Regions from separate parts of the Danio rerio genome. Here region 2 is linked to region 1. Evidence: chromatin contacts called from public Micro-C data. All regions are on one chromosome and are shown on one strand. Each heading gives the region's core, a stretch centred on a gene start, on an enhancer-like site or on the middle of the called end of the contact. The rest is flanking DNA. Distances are from core to core; before and after follow the strand shown.

Region 1 (2,832 bases), core at 225-2,724:
ATCAACTGCTTACTCTTGTTTACATATGCCTGAAAGGTTTCTTGTCCAGTAGGCAAAAATAATAATTTGACAAAGTGACACAGTGATCATAACAGACAAAAAATATTTTGTCAATATTTTGTAGCCTGTAGTACCCAGGATCCAATAAGCTGTTACATTTACTTCTTATACCAGGCTTTACAAGTGTATTAGACTTTTTATTATTAATAAATCAAACCCAATGTTTAGTTTTCATGTCAGATAAACATCTTGTTAACTCAACTCTATAAGCAGAAATCTAGCTTATTTCATTCAATACCTGGTCGTAAACACAGTATGTAGCGTCCTTGAGGGTCTGGCCTGGGCAGGACAGTGAGAAAGCCCAGGTCTAGGACGTGCTTGACTGTGGAGGGCTTCAGGTCCTGGAACACTTCAGGCCAGGCTCTCCGGCTGGCATGATAATTCAGGAGAAGCTGAAGGGCCCGGTCATAATCAAACTTCCTGGCCCTGAGGAAGCGCAGCAGAAAAGCATCATCTAACCGGGTCCTCAGATTAGGGTGGTCTTTCAGTATCATATCCCGTAATGCCTGGACATCCCGCAGCCTCCATTCGGGCTTCTCCTGAAGCTCTTCCCGAGCCTTGGCTACTAGTTCAGGAGTCAGAGTGCAGGTGTAGATGGGTGGAGGAGGACCTGGGAAGCCTAAACCTGCAGCTGTGTCCCTTGGAGGCCCAAGATCAATGTGCCCATTTTGGTCTGCCATGGGCTATACATAGAAAATATGAAAGAAATAAAAATAGTGCAGTCATGGATAAGTTTTTATATAGACAAAGCTGTCAAGCTTAGCTTTAGTCATTCTACAGATGTGGTGTCATTCATGGTTGTATGATATTTAAATGTTTTATTTTTGTTTTACAAAAATGTAATTACATTTTTACTGCATTGTATTTGTAATTTGTAAATGTTGTAATCTGCTGTGGGTGGGTACACTTTTTCACATGATTGAGCTTTAAAAATATCACTACACGTTTTGGTATGTAATATATCATAGTTTTCTATTTCTTGTTGTATCTCAATATATACAACTGGCGTGAAATGAAAAAAATTATAGATATAAGCTTCCTCATATTTAAATTTTGAGTAAGTTATATCAAGTTATTTCTTAAGGGAATGACTGTTGTTGAACTTCTATACCCTAACAACAGCACTATCATATGCACAAAACATAATTTGTACTATGTTAATGTACTAAATGATAATCTGATGTATTCTATTTACTAAAATACATCAGACCCATATAGCTACCGCGAGTTTTCCCAGCGCAGCTATGGTGTTCAATAAGCACTGCAAATTTACATATGAAAGCCAGGCGTAATCCTATTAAGCTGTTTCACTTATTGCACGATTAAGATGTGATGATTTTCACTCAAAACAGAACAGAAATGTAAACATGACCAACCTGCCAAAGAAATCCGCAATCAGTTCCGTGTACAGGATGAAGCCAATCGAGCATTGGTCATTCTGTGTCATGTGGTGTATGACGCAAGTGGCGTTTATTCGGCGTGCTCTTCTGACGTGAGTAATTTGTCGATGGTAAAAAATGAAAATATCCCATCTTACTTTTAATTGATGCATTAGAAGTCTGGTTCAGCTCAAAATGTAAACCATCTATGCGCCTTTATTACAATATTTGTGCTTACCGATATAGCAACATTGCCTTAACCAACGGTGTGAGTTTGAGTGTCTGTGTCTGTGCTCAGCAATCAGAGCCTTCGGGGCAGGCTCAAACGTGTTGCAGGTAAGAGGCTTGGGTAGAATTTCATCAAATTTTCAGGCTAGGTAACAAAATAGAAACTTTTTTATTTTCAAAAAAATAACCAAATTTATTCATGTTTAATTATAAGACAATATTTGGGATGTGAAACTAAACAGATAATCTGAAACTGAACAGATAATCTGTAGACAAACAAAGCAGTACATTATTATTCATTCATTAATTTTCCTTCGGCTTAGTCCCTTTATTCATCAGGGGTTGCCTTAGCGGAATGAACCACCAACTTATCCAGCATATGTTTTACACGGCGGATGGGGAACACTCATTCACACACTATGGCCAATTTAGTTGATTAAATTCACCTATAGTGCATCCATTATTTGCTTCGGGGTAAACTGGGGCACCCGGAGGAAACACACGCCAACAGACCATGCAAACTCCACACAGAAATGGCAACTGATCCAGCCAGCAATCGAACCAGCAACCTTTTTGCTGTGAGGCGACAGTAAAAGGCACACCTCCTGAAGTCACGAATGTGCACCGTAAAGATGAAAGTAGACAACCCACTTGATCATGTCATTCGCCAGTTAGAAGACTTTACAGTATGTTATAATACTACAATTTCGAATGAAAAACTGCATTATATCTAGCACATTTTCAATTGTGTAGCTACTGTAGCAAAACTTGTCATAATGTGCAATATTTATGCATGCAAGGATGCCGCTTTGTCCTAAAGTGGCCATTCTTTGGCCTGCCGGGTGCAGGAATTACACTTATTACTAAGCCATACTTACTGTACATGCTATTTCAGACCGAATATTCAAAGTAGCATGGTAAACAATATAGACGCCGCATCATAGGTTGTCATTGTTCAAAAATGAATTAATGTTATGTGAATATAAAACCAACTTTACTTTAGTAAAGCTAGGCGGAATAGTGCTATTTACTAATGTTTTGTTGTTAAATAAAACAAAAATCGACATTATTGATACTTTAAAAGATCCCTTATAAATTGAAAATAGTCACATCAATCTTTTGCCGGAAGATTTCAGGGGCTGAACAACACTTCTGGGCATATAAC
Region 2 (3,090 bases), core at 553-3,052, 210 kb before region 1:
TGCAGGGTGACGCAGTGGCGCAGTAGGTAGTGCTGTCACCTCACAGCAGAAAGGTCGCTGGTTCGAGCCTCGGCTGGGTCAATTGGCGTTTTTGTGTGGAGTTTGCATGTTCTTCCTGCGTTCGCGTGGGTTTCCTCTGGGTGCTACGGTTTCCCCCACAAGTCCAAAGTACAGGTGAATTGGGTAGGCTAAATTGTCCGTACTGTATGAGTGTGAATGAGTGTTTGTGGATTTTTCCCAGGAAGAGGTTACAACTGGAAGGGCACCCGCTGCATAAATTGGTGGTTCATTCCGCTGTGGTGATCGCGAATTATTAAAAGGACAAAGCCGAAAAGAAAATGAATGAATGTATGTTCTTTTGCAGCGGATGCCCTTCCAGCTGCAACCCATCATTGGGAAACATTGATACATATTCATTCACATGCATACACTGCGGACAATTTAGTTTATTCAATGACCTATAGCACATGTCTTTGGACTTGTGGGGGAAAACGGAGTACCCAGAAGAAACCCACACGAACACAAGGAGAACATGCAAACTGATCTAGTCGAGGCTCGAACCAGTGACCATCTTGCTGTGAGGCGACAGTGCTACCCACTACGCCACCATGCTCCCTTTTTGGCAAATCAATTACATTAAATATAAATACAATCCACAAGTAAATATTGGGAATGAGCGCAGAGAGTGTCTAGTGATTAGTGCTGAAAACATTGTGTCCACGAGTCTCTTTAGGTGCGGTTAATATTAATTTAAATTAATAAATTAATAAATGACAATAAAATGATATAGTTGTTGTATTGTTGCTCTTTTATGTGTTGTCAATATGCTCGTGTTTATATAGGCCTATGTTGTGTGCACAATATTTGTATATTTAAAACAACCTCAGGAATGTGGGGGTCACGAGTCACTGCCACTGTTATTTTGGGGTTCTTTCTTTCTTTTTTTCTTTCTTTCTTTCTTTCTTTCTTTCTTTCTTTCTTTCTTTCTTTCTTTCTTTCTTTCTTTCTTTCTTTTATCTATCTATCTATCTATCTATCTATCTATCTATCTATCTATCTATCTATCTATCTATCTATCTATCTATCTATCTATCTATCTATCTATCTATCCATCCATCCATTCATCCATGTCTGTCTGTCAAATAAAAAAGCTGCTTTACTTCTTTAAACAATGTAAAAAACAATAAACTTAACATTGTCAACAACTGGTGTAGATTTCCCTGAAGATTTTGTAAAAACTAGATTAAATCCTAATGCTTGCAGTGAATGTTTGTGTTGGTGTACTGTAAATATGTGTGTGCTCTAACAACAAACATGGTAGGACACAGTCAATTCAGGACCAATATAATGGGCTATGGGCCTACATATTGACAGAGTCTCAGTCAGTCATATGATCACACATCACTCATTTTAACCTATTTTATTACTTACAACGACGAGAATATTCATTTAACAAGAATCTGCACTAAAACAGCGCTCATTTATCATCATCACTTTAATTCACGCATTATTGATGATAGGGGCTTCATTCAGTGTCGCTGGCGGAGGGATATCTGGTGCTGTGACTGCGCCCTGTGCCATTCAGATGTAGGATGGGGAAATGAAAGTGCCACCGAGTGTTATCCAAATACATTCATTAAGACTACACGGGATGTAAATTATCGTTAATAGTTTTGAAGGATCTGCCTTTATGGCCACTTAGTAATTGTCAGTGAATGACATTCATAAAAACTTCGATCATTTTCGTTTTGGGAAACGCGCTATATTATTTGGCGCATGTGTCCGCACCGCTGGAGCTCGTGCCGCGGTCAGGGCCATCTTTGGTTGTTCTCGCCGGTCGCACCACAGTCAGTGATCATTTGTGATACGTATCAAATTGTTTGAGCGATAACGGTTTGCAGAGAGTTTGCTTTAGTCGCTGATAGGACAGCTGACTGGTTCTGAATAAATATTTTGTTGTATCAACACCGGCTCGCGTATTTTTTTGCAGCGGAAATTTGACTAAAGACGGGAGATCCACTGTAATACAACATGGATGAGGAATATGATGTTATCGTATTGGGCACCGGACTCACAGTGAGTAACGCATTCAGGTCACTCGTTTGCCTTGGAAACAGATGCAGATTTTGTCCACGAAAACTCGCATGCATGTGCTGGTTATAGAGATGTGACCGTACGAATAGATGCTTTGCGATAGATTGAACCCGAGGGCCTATTGCTGACGCATCCTTTGGACCAGTACTGTATATGTGTGTGAAGTGAGGCAGCATTTCTAGCAATTTCTGCGTGTAAACGAGCTCAATCCATCCCAAATTCATCTGCCCTCGAATATTCAAAGCCATTAAGGCTGCATCATTATAGTGACATGAAAGCGGTTATTAAAAAGTAATGACTGATTCTCCCCTCAGTGTCTGGTTCTAAGGAGTGGCATCAGGTATCCCGTTTGCTCGAGCGTCGAAATAGCGAAAATGCATTAGTTTATTACAGATGTTTCGGCTTTTGTGGTATGCCAAAGCAGCGACGAATATGCATTATGCTTAACTGGTGTTAGTTCATTGTTGGCTTTTATGTCATGCGGTTTGTTCTGGATTTTAAGTGTATATTTTTGCTTTTCTTATATTCTGTAATGCCAAATTTAACATATGTTCGAATTTGACACTGGATAGATACCTAAAATAAGCATGCTTAATAATAGAATTAGAAGTGTTTTCATCAAAATGTTCCTTTATTTTCCTCATGGATAGCGGCTGAGCTGGGCTGCGGCTCGTAATGTGGGCTGGGTGTAGCGTTGTTCGATTCATGAGTCGGATCTTTTGTGACTCAATCAGAGCGGGGATTCGCCCACCGACTCGTCTTTAGCTGATAGACATTTTATAAATACTTAAATGTGAAATTAAACACATGAAAAAATGCGTTTACAACGTGACTACATTATATTTTAACAAGCATTTGTTTTCAGCTCTCATTTTGCAAATGTGTAATTTAGCATAGTTATGATATAATTTATTAATTTATTATTCCATGGCTGCAATAAGCAGAACTAGAACCGAAAATTACAAGGAGCAGCCTTGTTAATAACTCTAAAGAGCA

Evidence for each region. A called contact is a pair of places that touch in the nucleus more often than the background predicts.
Region 2: a Micro-C map of caudal fin shows a contact between it and region 1, with 3 times the contacts expected there. The contact joins the promoter of gdi1 here to the promoter of ttpal in region 1. A contact is called at or near these places in 1 of 18 Hi-C or Micro-C datasets (caudal fin) and 1 of 4 datasets of contacts at active chromatin or transcription factors (embryo).

The regions. Positions count from the first base shown.
Region 1 is chr23:28,811,348-28,814,179 of GRCz12tu, reverse strand. It overlaps ttpal (tocopherol (alpha) transfer protein-like), which reads right to left and starts at 1,474. Exons shown (of 5, transcript NM_212590.2): 1 at 1,437-1,474; 2 at 299-743. The coding sequence starts at 740. LOC141380497 (a long non-coding RNA gene) reads left to right here and starts at 1,520. Exons shown (of 5, transcript XR_012398553.1): 1 at 1,520-1,775. It overlaps LOC137489129 (a long non-coding RNA gene), which reads left to right. Exons shown (of 3, transcript XR_011008480.2): 3 at 1-1,233.
Region 2 is chr23:29,020,428-29,023,517 of GRCz12tu, reverse strand. It overlaps gdi1 (GDP dissociation inhibitor 1), which reads left to right and starts at 1,802. Exons shown (of 11, transcript NM_001020608.2): 1 at 1,802-2,076. The coding sequence starts at 2,032.